Regions from separate parts of the Hordeum vulgare genome. Here region 2 is linked to region 1. Evidence: chromatin contacts called from public Hi-C data. All regions are on one chromosome and are shown on one strand. The core of a region is the stretch at or near the end of the contact, and the rest is flanking DNA. Distances in the headings are between cores, read along the strand shown.

Evidence for each region. Hi-C and Micro-C count contacts between places; a contact is called where the count stands out from the background.
Region 2: a Hi-C map of seedling shows a contact between it and region 1, with 2.0 times the contacts expected there. The contact joins the promoter of LOC123442701 here to the promoter of LOC123442696 in region 1. A contact is called at or near these places in 2 of 6 Hi-C or Micro-C datasets (leaf and seedling).

The regions. Positions count from the first base shown.
Region 1 is chr3H:24,727,199-24,733,768 of MorexV3_pseudomolecules_assembly, forward strand. LOC123442696 (geranylgeranyl transferase type-1 subunit beta) reads left to right here and starts at 3,828. Exons shown (of 11, transcript XM_045118813.1): 1 at 3,828-4,139; 2 at 5,406-5,481; 3 at 5,560-5,618; 4 at 5,732-5,871; 5 at 6,421-6,476; 6 at 6,555-6,570. The coding sequence starts at 3,963.
Region 2 is chr3H:24,898,482-24,905,305 of MorexV3_pseudomolecules_assembly, forward strand. LOC123442701 reads left to right here and starts at 5,128. Exons shown (of 2, transcript XM_045118818.1): 1 at 5,128-5,354; 2 at 5,649-6,824. The coding sequence starts at 5,912.

The sequences.
Region 1 (6,570 bases), core at 2,578-5,077:
AAATAGTAGTGCAAGTTTCACTATTTGTAACTGAATATGGACAATGTGATTTTTCAAAATATAAATGCTAATATATATAGACTATGCCATAACTTGAGATCCATATATAGACATCTGCTACCCTTTAAACCCAATATGTAGTAGGGGGGGCAGGAATAGAGCAAGATTAAAGTGTTGACAGAGTTTACAGCTGGAGAACTTCAGTTGCTAGTCAACAGGTACAGTAACCAACCCCTCTGAAGCAAAAGAGATGGCATGGAAGTCATTTGAGTTAACACTGATGGAAGTAAAGTTAGAAATTTCAAATTGTATAAATTAACTAATTGCCTTGTGGCAAAGATAATTCAACATATTTAAAGGATTTACCATTTCAGAAATATATGATCGAAAAGTTTTCTCCCTGCTAGCTCATGTTTTTTCTTTCTCCAAGGACAAACAGTGGGAATGGTCAGGGTAATACGTATTAGTTCATCTGCATTAACCAAGAAAACCAGTTAGGATTACAGTTTTTACCATGTAAAACTCAGGAGCGCATGGCACACGTTGTTTGGGATATTAAGGACAGTAAAACTGCACCTAATCCCTGCCCTCTCAGCGATTAGACGTTTTGGGCCGTTGGGTTTCCTTAATTAGGAGTTTCTGGCCGTTGGATTACGTCCTTCCTGAAGCTGATCCGCGCAGTCTTTTTTACTTAGCCCGACTGTCATGTGGCCTGCTCCTCCAGGGGCCGAAACCAAGGCCTTTTGTGCATTGGGCCTTACAGCAGCCCATTCGAAGGAGTCCCGCTGATCGGCTTCGCAAACCTTCCGTTCACTAATCCTCCCGTTGCAATCACTCCCGCCTTGCGTTGACTCGAAGCGCAAAGAGGAAAGATAGCCGCAGGAGCTGGTGCGACCGAGCCACGGAGAGGACTGCCGGTGCGGTCGGTTCCATCGAGGGATCGATCGATTTGGCTCCCTCCGGTGGATCCCAGCGACCGGAGGAGCGCAATCCGTACACCTGAGCCGAGGATGTCCGGTCGATTTTAGCGACCGGAGGAGATGATCCGGGTCATTCGATCCAATCCAGGGCATGCCAGACTTTGGTAGGAATCCGCGGAGGCGCAGGTAAGGGCGACGTAATGCCAGCCGCCTCTGCTACGGGAAACTGTTGCGCCCTTCTTCAAGCTCGCAATCATGGCCCTCTTCCACTAGAAACTGCTCTGCCCTCCTTCAAGCTCGCAATCATGGCTTGTAAAGTCGCAAAACTTTTCATGTGCCCACTGGTTATATATAATGCTCCCTCCCTGCGTATCTATGCACACCCTACTCAAGCAGCAACATTTTCTTGAGCGACATGGTCAGATATGTTACCTATAAATTGCAGTGTCCTCATATCATCGAACAAGAAGGATACCCATATCCTCTCACAACAAAATATGTTCAGGTGTTGCTGTTGCTGCGTGTGGACGATTGATTTGGGCAGATTCTGCAGCTTCGATAGATTTGGGCAGATTTTGCAGCTTCGTACTGTCAATTTTTGTGCTCACACGTTCATCATCTCAAATGGCTTTTGGACAGGTAATTACTCTGCGTATTAACCTTTCATCTTTTGCCATCAATTTTACTATGCCGTACAATTGCTTAAGTAATAGTTCCTCTGGTATTCATATCATGTTGTTGTATGGAACAGGTGAATTAGAAAAGTAGTATTACAATGCGCAAAAAACAAAATCATGTCGTCGTAGAGGGATCCGAAGCCCCGACTTCTTCTGCCCGTGCTAATAAACGAACAAAGTCCAATTCTGAAGACAATTTCTTCCCTAAGTACCCAACGTGGCATGCCAATGAAAATCGTTTGGCACATATTAAACTCAGAAAACAAAAGAAATTAGTAGAATCAGCTCCATTGCGAGATGCGACTGGCAACATAAAATTGCCACTTTCTGAGGAGTATGCAGAAGCCCTTAAAGGTAATACAGTTACTAGAAAGAAAACATTTCCTCTTCATGTACATAATAAGTAGACAACAAAGTGGATTCCTTATGGCTGCCCTTGTGCCTAATCAGCTACATACATCGTCGGTCACGTCTAGGAGCACCTTGTTATACATGCCACCATTGTGGTGTGTTCTTATGGTGGGATGAACATGTAGATAAAGGGTCCAGTTGGAAGAAGAGGCACATCATCTATAACCGTTGTTGTACAGGGGCATGACTTTGTTGAAGTAAACAACAATTCGATTATTTATTTATCTCCACAGAATTAATAGGAGTGGGACAAACAATAATACTATGAGGAATTTCCAAATAGTATTTCATTCGACAACACAATGCCAGCAAAAAATCTCGACCCTAATTCAGCCAATCCTGCAACAAAGGAAATACAAAACAAATCAGAATACACATCAAAATATGCTTCCATCTGTATCTAAACTCAGTATGGTTCACACTAACAATCTTTTGTTTGATCTACACCAGGAACTAATTAATCACCATTTTCATTAATTAGTAGATGTTTCTTTTGCATAATCTATGGTGTTGAGAGTTCACCATAGAACAGATAGATGTGAACATACTGAGCGCAAGATCTGGAAGGAAGAGAAGAGATCAACATCAAACCAGACAAGTTAGGGAAAACAAAATTAAGGTGGCCGGAAGGGTCAGAGGCACGGTATCATCCGGATCAGGAGCAGGCGGATCCAGACGATGAGCTTGGTGAGGTGGAGATCGGCGGGTGGTGGCATGGCACCGTCCAACCTCTACCTCGCGGCGGATCGATTGACGCCCCGAAGGCCAATTCTGGCGGTGGCGCAGCCGGGCAAGTCTCTTGTTTCCCTGGGCGTCGTAGATGGAGGAACGGCGGCATGTCAGGAGGGGAGGAGGCGCTACACAAAGGACAAAGAGGAGAGGAGAAACCAAGGACAGAGAGGAGAGGAGCTCTACAGCAGCGATGAGGATAAGAGGCGACAGGAACATACTTTGAAAAGTGAGGGGAGCAACGAGGACAGCGGCGGTGCCGCCAATGGTTCGTATCCTGGGTCGAGAAGGGATGGTACTGATGAGGCGGCCGCTTAGACCAATCGTCACATGCCCACGGGAACCACGCAAAGTCCGTATGCTTCCTAATGGGCTGGTTCCTTTGACCCAGTTAACCAGAAACCATCGATTTTTCTCTCGGAGTAGCGTCCCTCAGGACAGTAGGCCCAGGAAACGTCAATGGCGCACAAAACAAATCTAACGGCCATAAATTGTCTGATCGAGAGGATAGACGGCCAGAAACTCAAATCGTTGAGAAGGCTCGCTTTAGGTTCAGTTTTACTGTCCTTAATTTGCTACATCAGTCATTTTTTGTTGTTGCAACCGTATTGTTTTTTGCTACAACCGTTGACATGGGCGAGTTGCAACCATTATACAATTTTGCTACATTTGTCGTTCTGTTTTGTTGCAACCGTATTGTTTTTTACAAGGGTTGCAACCATGAGCGCACATTGCTACATCCACGGAGGTTAGAAACGCACAGAAGACGACATAGGTGAGGGCGACGAGGACGGCGACAGGCGGCGACCGACCTGTGAAGGGCGGCCAGCGGTGAGAAGGTGAGGCGAGGCGGTCGGCGCGTGCTGGGGCATCGGTGCATGCGAGGCGGGCTTCTCTCATTTCCCCGTGCGAGAGGTTGAAGATAGGAGGGATGAGGACGACGGGATATGACGTCTCGGAGGGGCTAAATCTGACGGCTGAAACTCGACCGACCCAACGGTTGGACCGGCGCGCGAGCGCAGATTGCTTCGATACCCGCGCTCGAAAAACAAAAACATGGTGTAGTGCGGCACGGTCGGAAACCGGACGCAAGTGGGACCGCCATCTCGTCCCCATCTCCCAAAGTCCCAAGCGCGTCAGGATTCGTGCTCCCGTACCGGCCCCGACGAATCGGCGGCGACGCGGAGGCCGTCACTTCTCCTTCCACGGCGGCGACCGGCCGGAGATGGGGGACCAGGAGGCGGAGGAGGCGGCGGCCGGGTTCGCGCGCGCGCGCCACGCGGCGTTCCTGGAGATGATGTCGTCCGAGCTCCCCGACGGCTACGCCACGCAGGAGGTCAACCACCTCACCCTCGCCTACTTCGCCGTCGCCGGCCTCTCCCTCCTCCGGGAGCTCCACCGGGTAAGCCGAAGCCGAGATCCACCCCGTTGACCGCCCTCTGGGCACGTACTCCATCCACGCTTGCTACCAATTGCGCGGAATTCTAGGGAATTTCCTGAGTGATCTGTCCTGTTCTAGATGTGGCTGTTGTCTCTGTTCGTAGCTTTGGATCTCGCGTGGGTGTAGTGATTATACTAGGCCATTGCATGCTTTGTGCTGAGTTTATTCAAAATTCGCCAAGCACGCGCACACACATCACTAGGTTTCTGCGCTACGACGTAAAAGAAAAGGGTGGCAAATTTTTGAAAAAATTGGTTGCGGCGACTGAAATTAAGCTGCCCTGTATTTATTTCTGAACCGAATTGCAAGGATGTGCACAGGTTCAAGTATTATCACTCAGGGCTTAAAAAAGTCGCTCCACGTATTTATAACATACTAATCCATCGTCGAACAGTACAGACTTTTCAAGGCAATTCGCCATCGAACAGTCAGGCCTGGTCTGCTTCAGAACGAGGGATGCTTGTGCACAGCTATTAAAAGTATGAAAAAAATTACTCGATGTGTTCCTAGGGATAGGTTTGAGTAGCATTCATAAGCGCTGAATGCAATTATCAGGATTATGGGGACACGTAGCGCAGTTCGCAGATCAACGTCGTGGAATGCTTGTAACAGCAACTGCTAGCTGCAAGGCTTAAGCATTTGAGTCCACTAAGACTTTAACTCCCAAAGTAGTTAGAGGTTAGCGAGGTTATTGGATGCAGACCTGCCTGACAACTAGATGTCATTACTAACTTCATCAAGGTTTGGTGTCTGGTGATAAGAGCAAAGGGGCCCAGATGATGTTTATGCTGGGTTGTAGCAACAAAGTGGCACTGGTGCCCGTAATTTTGGTTATTTGGTCTAAGCCCCATAGGATTTTAGCTGAATTATTCATGCTGTTGGGAGCCGTCTAGTTGGTTGACAATTAAGGTTATCCTTCTTAATGTTGATTGCTTGTGTGAACACATGATAATAGCTTTCCCAGTTTATCGATCAGCATACTTTCCCTCTGGTAAATTGCATAAACCAGATGGAAACATCAAAGACGTTTTACATGTTCCGAGCCTTTAAAGGAAAAGCTATCTGCCAGCATTCACTTTAAGGACTTGAAGTTCTTTTAGAATGATCAACCATGTTAGGTTGCTAGTTGAACTGTTTATTGGGGAAATTTCAGTTTACCTATGCACCTTGACCATTCAGGAAGAAGTAATGTAGCAATAATTTGTGTACCTATCTTTTTTTTTTTAGGTTAACAAGGATCAAATTGCCAAATGGGTTTTGTCGTTTCAAGTACACCCTGAGGCAAACGACGACTTACATAATGGTAAGAAGACTCTTCTGATGGATATAATTCGTATTTCTAGATGCCATGTTTATTACATAACAGTTAACTCGTTTGTAGGGCAATTTTTTGGATTCTGTGGCTCTAGAACAACTAAATTTCCCTCAAATTTGGTGAAGGTATGTGTGATTAATGCTTGGCTCGACCTTTTCTCATCATATGAGTCCACATATTTTGCCATTTCATTTATTTATTGTGACAGTTCCATATACTGACCTGTGCTCTGTTTCAGGACCCTTGCCATAATGGTAGCCATCTAGCAAGCACTTATTCTGCTCTTGCTATATTGAAGATTGTAGGTTATGATGTACTAAACCTTGATAGCAAGGTTCTTCTAGCGTCGATGAAAAAACTCCAGCAATCAGATGGAAGGTATGCGTTTAACTTTGGTCTCCATGGTACTTATACTGTTAGACTTCAAAATTTACCTGGGAAGTGTCTTAAGTATTTCCATCTACTACCTGCATTAACATTATGCCTAGAAATATTTTCTAGGAAAGAATCACCGGAATAGTTTCTCCTAGTCACGTACCTCACATGCTGTTTTACGATTTTCGTAGCGCCCCATGGTTGGTTCACAGTCCACATCCTTCATTATAGTTCTGTTTCAGGAACATATGCATTAATTGTAGGCCTTTTCATTTACCATGCGCTATTTCATCTGCATGAACTTAAACCATGTACTCTCATTGCAACAAACTTTACACCGGTAAACACCACTTTTCCGGTGTGTATTTGTACTAGAATGTTCAGGTGCTGTACTGTTATGATCCTCCGAAATGCTTGCAATTAGTCTAGAGCTTCTCTTCTCATTTTGCTTTGTTTCCTGTTTTACTTGTCAACTCAGAAGGCTTTGATTTCGTGCACCTGGCATTCAATACATTTTGGTTATTAGCTAACTTGACATTCATCCTTTTATAGCTTCATGCCTACTCATATTGGTGCGGAAACAGACCTACGCTTTGTATACTGTGCAGGTGAGGAGCACTGTTCTTTGTATATGATAATAATAGGGGTTTTAAATATAATTTAATGCATTTGAGCTCTGTTCTCAGCTGCGATCTGCTCAAT
Region 2 (6,824 bases), core at 3,878-6,377, 170 kb after region 1:
CAAGGAATTAATAGAAGAAACACCAATCATTTTAATCTCTTCATAATTTTTATGAAAGCAATCGGGAAATGCTCTTTCTAGAAATTCTCTTTTAGTTCTAAGCATAGGGTTCATTCTTACTTTCATCTATGGAAACATATAAAGCTTTAATTGATTCATTAATATAAACCTTAGGGAAAAAATTATTCCTGAGATTTTCTACATCACGCGGAATTCTATCAATGCTTCTAGACATATCATCAATCTTATTCCACTTTTCTTCTATCGTGGTATTGAAAGCTTTTTGCACATTGATAAATTCCTTAATATTGCTCTCAAGATCAGAAGACATCCAAGAATTATTATTATGATAATTAACATATGAATTACCGTAATTATTTGAAGAACTTCCACGATATAGCCTAGGATTAAAATTGTTCCTATAAGCATTATTATTAAAGTTGTTTCGTGAGAAAAAATTCACATCTACGGAATCATTATTTTTCTCAATCAAAGTAGACCAAGACACATCATTAGGATCAATAGGAGCATGTTTATTAGTAACCTATTTCATAAGAGCATCAACTTTATCACTCAAAGCATCAATTTCTTCAACAGAATTAACGTATTTACTAGTAGGAGCTCTTTCAGTAAGCCATTGTGAACAATTAGCCATAATATTATCAAGCAATTTAGTAGCATCACCCAAAGTAATTTCCATAAAAGTACCACCCGCGGCGGAATATAAAATATTTATAGAAACATAATTTAATCTTGCATAAAAATTTAGTATGATCATCCGCAAATTGAGACCACGGGTTGGGCAATTTCTTATCATCAATTTTATGCTTTCCCAAGATTGAGCAACATGTTCATGCTCAAGTTGTTTAAAATTCATAATATGATTTCTATGATAAATAATTTTCACGGGAGGAAAATACTTCATGATAAAAGCATCCTTGCACTTGTTCCAAGAATCGATACTATTTCGTGGCAAAGACCAAATTTTAGCACGATCACCCAAAGAGAATGGAAATAATTTCAAATTAACAATATCATTGTCCACATATTTCTTATTTTGCATATCACACAATTCTACGAAATTGTTTAGATGGGGCGCGACATCCTCATTAGGAGTACCGGAAAATTGCTCCTTCATAACAAAATTCAACAAAGCGGCATTAATATCATAAGACTCCACACTAGCGACAGGAGGAGCAATCAGAGTGCTAATAAAATCATTGTTATTGGTATTGGAAAAATCACACAACTTAGTGTTTTCTTGAGTCATCGTGACTATGCAAACAAGAATGCAAACAAACAAGAGACCCGACAAGAAAACGAGAAACAGAAAGAAGGCAAAGGAAAAGGAATTTTTTTGTGACGTGGGGGAGGGGAAAACGAGAGGCAAATGGCAAATAATGTAGTTGCAAGGCGATGCGAGTTTATGTGTAGGAACCTGATAGATCTTGACTTGATCTTCCCCGACAACGACGCCAGAAATCTTGACTCCCCGCTGATTTGCTTTGGTTTCCCTCCAAGCTTAAAGGGTGATGTAACATAACGACGACAAGTATTTCCAAAAGTTATGAAACCAAGGTATCAAACCAGTAGGAAGATACACAAGACTATGTAAGCGGTACGTGCACACAAATAACAAATCCTCGCACGCCAAGGCGTGTAGGGTTGTCAATCCCTCATGAGTAAAGTAAAAGGATAAATTGTTAGATGGAAATAAAGTGATGGCAAATAAAATGCAGCAAGGTTTTTTTTTTGCTAATATAGATCTGAAAATAAAAGAGCAAATAAATTGGAAACGCGAATAGCAAAGTAGAGATTGCAAATAGATGATGTGAAATAGACCCAAGGGCCTTAGGTTTCATTGGTGGCTTCTTTCGGGAAAATAGCAAACGGTGGGTAGACAAATTACTGTTGGGAAATTGATAGAAGAGAAAATAATTATGACGATAACCAAGACAATAATCATGTATATAGGCATCACGTCCAAGACAAGTAGACCGATTTCTGCTTGCATCTACTTCTATCACTCCACACATCGACCGCTATCCAGCATGCATCTAGTGTATTTAGTTCATGAAGAAATGGAGTAATGCTTTTAAAACAATGACATGATGTAGACAAGATCTATTCATGTAGGAATAAACCCCATCCTTTTATCCTTAATATCAACGATACATGCATGTCATGTCTCTTTCTGTCACTCAGATTGAGCTCCGCAAGATCGAACCCATCACAAAGCACCTTTCGCATTGCAAGATAGAAGATCAAGTTGGCCAGACAAAAACCAAATATTGGAGAACAAATACGGGGCTATAATAATCAAGAATGGATATAATTTCATAGATCTGATCATAAACTCACAATTCATCGGATCCCAAAAAACGCGTCGCAAAAGAATGAGTTACATCAAATGAATCTCCAAGAGACCATTGTATTGAGAAGCAAAACGAGAGAGAGAGAGCCATTTAGCTACTGTCTAGGGACGTGTAGGTCTGATATGAACTACTCACGCATCATCGAAGGAGCACCAATAAGGGTGATGAACCCCTCCGTGATCGCGTTCCTCTCCGGAATGAGCTCTAGATTGGATTTCGTGGCTTTTAGAACTTGTGGCATCTAAAACTATTTTGCGTCGACTCCTCTAGGGTTTCTATAATATTGGGGTATTTATAGAGCTCAGAGGCGGTGGAGGAGGTGCCCGAGGCCCCACTACCCACCAGGTCGCGCTAGGGGCCCTGGGCGTGCCCTGGTGCCTAGTGGTCATCCTGGGCCTCCTCTGGTGATCATCCTTGGTCCTCAAGTTTCCTTCTGGTCTAAAAAAACTCCAAAAAGTTTTTTGGAATTTGGACTTCATCTGGTATTGATTTTCTGTGAAGAAAAAAACAACAAAAAACAGCTACTAGCACTGGGCACTTTGTCAATAGGTTTCCCAAAAATGTATAAAGTTGTTATAAAATGATCATAAAACATTCAAGAATGATAATATAATAGCATGGAACAATCAAGAATTTTAGATACGTTGGAGATGTGTCACGAGCGGTAAGTGGAACCGACAGGGGAACCACACCATCCAAGGGGGCACAGCCAGCACATCACAAGCTTCTTTCGGCCCCACTCCATTTCCTCTCGTTGTGGCTGCTGGTGGGAGGAATAATACCGTGTCGACCGCCCAGTTGGTGCATGGGAAAAGCCCTCGTGGAAGAAGGCGATGACCTCAAGAGGCCGTGCTCTTCCTCCACCTCCAACCAACCACGTCCCCCTAATCAAGGCCACTCAACCGATCACACCTACCATGTGTTCGATGAAACATTCGAGAGGTGCTTATTTTTTCCTTTTGCCTCATTTTCTCCAGTGATCTTCGCTTCAAATTTGGAGCACTTGTTTGAGCTTCGGTCGTTCAATTTGGTAGCCAAAGTGTGCACTCACCGTATAATGAATGTTGGCTGAGAGTGCGGTGGATTTTAGTGCTCCCCTTGGCGATTTCGATATGCCTCACATGGAGGTGGAGGCGGAGGTGGATCAAGGTAATGGCGGTGGTGATGAAGTGCAAGTGATTGAGGAGGCCGAGTATGATGCTAGGGCGGGAAGAATCGGAAACTACATGGAGACGGAGGATGTGTGCTTGATTCAAGCATGGGAGAGTGTCCCACTTGACGATGTGGTGAGAAATGATCGAAGCCATGGAAACTATTGGCAAAGGATGGAGAACAAGTACCACCAAATCATATAGTACCCATCTGGTCGGACCTTGAAATCACTTCAAGGTCGTTGTAATATCATCAACAAAACTTGTGGTCATTGGAGTAGGTGCTTGGAGCAAGTGCAAAATGCACCTCCAAGTGGCGTCACTATTGATGATTACCTGAGTGTTTCTTCATTTCTTTGGCTTTGGTAGGGTTGATAAGAGTTTGTGCTCAGACTTGTCTCAATGTCAATGTGTAGAATCCCATCGCACCAATGAATATTTCAAGCAAACTGCGGGCTCCAACGGCCGGTTATTCACTCTTCATCATTGTTGGCGATGGCTCGGGGATAGTGAGAAGTGGAGGGTGAGGGATAAGGAAGCTCCTCCAAAGAAAGGTGCCTTCCTCAAACTGGAATATGAAGATGATGATAGTGATGATGCAACAAGAAGAGGAAGAAACAAGGGCGAACAGATGGAAACAAGAAGCAGAAAGCAAGAGTGAAGAGTGTGGTCGAGGCAACCACTTTGAGATATCAAATTGGTGAGATGGCAAAGATGAAAGAGACCATGTTAACCAAGCATTGGGATGCTAAAGTGGCCATGGATGAGAAGAAAGAGAAGCACAAATAGGAGAAATGGGAGAAGAGGTCTACCTTCGAGAAGCGTAAGTTCGCCCTAGAGGAGCAAAAGAGGAAGGACAAGAGGACCACTAAGGAGGACCGGTTCATTATGATGAATCCTTAGGGCATGGATGCAATGACAAGAGAATGGTGGTGGTGCTCGTTCTTCGATCCAAGTTGTTGAAGATGCTGGTGCTCATTCTCCAGTCAAGGTGCATGATGGTAATGGAGGTGTTAGGACCGATGGTGATGGTGACGATCTTCACAACAAGGAGGATGTTGCTCGGTTTCCCCTTAGCTGGTGGTCATTTGATCATGCTTTATTTTGTTTCATCACGCAAACTTGCCACCTCATATGTTGCGCATGATTTTCGATGTGATGAACTACAATGATGGTGAAGTAATGATGTATATACACATATCATGTATTCAACCGCAACCACTTGTCAATTGTTCTATTATTTTATTTTTGCGATATCGTGTGGTCTTCGACGCAGAAAAGATCTTGTAAACTCAACCCGCAAAACATTTGCGTGGCGAGTTTATGGTATCTTTTCCTATCGGAGGCCTCGCCGTACCGCAGAAAGTACGTTCATAAATGTTTTTTTACGGGTGGCGGGTTTTCCAGGTCTAGCTAGAGATGCTCTCAGAAGTTTCATGCAGTAAAAATCGGCCCTGGAAACATGCTCCAAAAAATCCGAACAAATCTTTGAGAAATCCAGGTGAAATTCAATCGAGTTTATTTATACATACACTCCTACCAAGGAGAAAAAAGGAAAGGTAAACGGGGAAAACGCGGTTGCAGGTTGCGAGTTGCGACCCGCAACGAGACGAGCCGAGACCCGAACCCGCTGACGCCACCCCTCTTCTTCTTTGGCTGGCCCGCCCCCCTCCCTCTCCCCCTCTCTCTTCCCCTCCACGCTCCGCCCCCCGCGTCTCCGGCGAGAGCTCAGGCCGCGGCCCCGTCGACCCGCGCACCTTCTCCGGGAGAGCGCCTCCTCCACGGGAACAGCGGCCTCGCGGAAGCTCCCTTCTCCGCTCCTTCCAAGGTCAGAACAGATCAGAGCAAGGCCCCCCCGCTCCTTTTCATTTTCGTCGGCGATTCTTGGGTGCTAGTGAGATTCCCAAGGTTTGCTCCGGCATGATTCGAGAGAAGATTGGTTCCTCCGGGTGAAATTTCTTTAAGCCTGTAGGTATCCAGGGGGAGGAATCGGCTTGCTTAGAACGGGAAGAGGGCTTGTCTGTGGCTCAAGATTTCAGTACTAATTCGTGTGCTGTTAATGGCGTCCGTTCGTTTGAGGATTGTGAGAAGTAACTTCTGTTCCTCGTCGATGAATTTGCAGGTCTGCGGCGTCGGATTGGCCTTCAGCTCGAAGATCTCGATTTTGTTTCCAAACAAGGAAGGGCTCCTGGTCACAAATCTCGATCTGTGGATTGGTGGGCAGAAAGGCTCACCTTTTATGGGGCAACCCCGTGAGAAACCCGTGCCATGACTGGGGCGTCAGGGGAGGAGAGGCAGTAGGAGGAGGAGGTACAGCAGGAGGCAGGAGAAGAAGAGCAGGCAAGGATAGGAAGGACCAAGGAAAAGGAGAGGAGGGAGCTCTCCATGGGAGGAGAGCCCCTCCTCACCTCCCTCTCCATGGAGAACAGCAACAGCCATCCCTGCACCCTCCTCTCCATGGACCCCGCGGGGTCGCACCCGGCCTCGGCCGACTCCTCCGGCGGCGGGGGCGGCGTTAACGGGGTTGGCGCCAGTGCTGACAGGGAACTCTTCATCATTCCGCGGCACGAGTCTGTGCGTCAAGGCCCGCCGGACATTAACGTCCCGCTGTCAGCAGACCCCTCCCCGCCGCCTGTGTTGTGGAGCCTTGACACATTTGACATTTTCGATGTCGGCCTTGGCACGCACACTCATGAGTCTGAGGTTGCGCTGACACTTCCAAAGGCGACTGGCAACGGCAGTGCCGCGGTCGGCGTTGGCGCGAGGAAGTGCGCTAAGAGGGGTGACAGCATTTGGGGAGCTTGGTTCTTCTTCAATCACTACTTCAGGCCTGCACTTGTGGAGAAGGCAAAGGAGAAGGTGACGCGGGACGCATCTGGGAGCATCTCCGGCTTTGACAAGTCCGATCTCCGCCTTGATGTCTTCCTGGTGCAGCATGACATGGAGAACTTGTACATGTGGGTTTTTAAGGAACGGCCTGACAATGCCCTTGGGAAGATGCAGCTCCGGAGTTTCATGAATGGGCATTCCAAGCACGGGGAGCCATCTTTTCCCTTCAGTGCGGACAAGGGCTTTTCAAGGTCGCACCGCATGCAGCGAAAGCACTACCGTGGTCTGTCCAACCCACAGTGCCTTCATGGCATTGAGATTGTGAATTCACCAAACTTGACAGCAGTTCCTGAGGCTGACATGAAGAGGTGGGCTGAACTTACAGGAAGGGAGCTTAATTTCTCAATACCATCTGAAGCCAGTGACTTTGAGTCATGGAGGAATCTTCCAAGCACTGATTTTGAGCTTG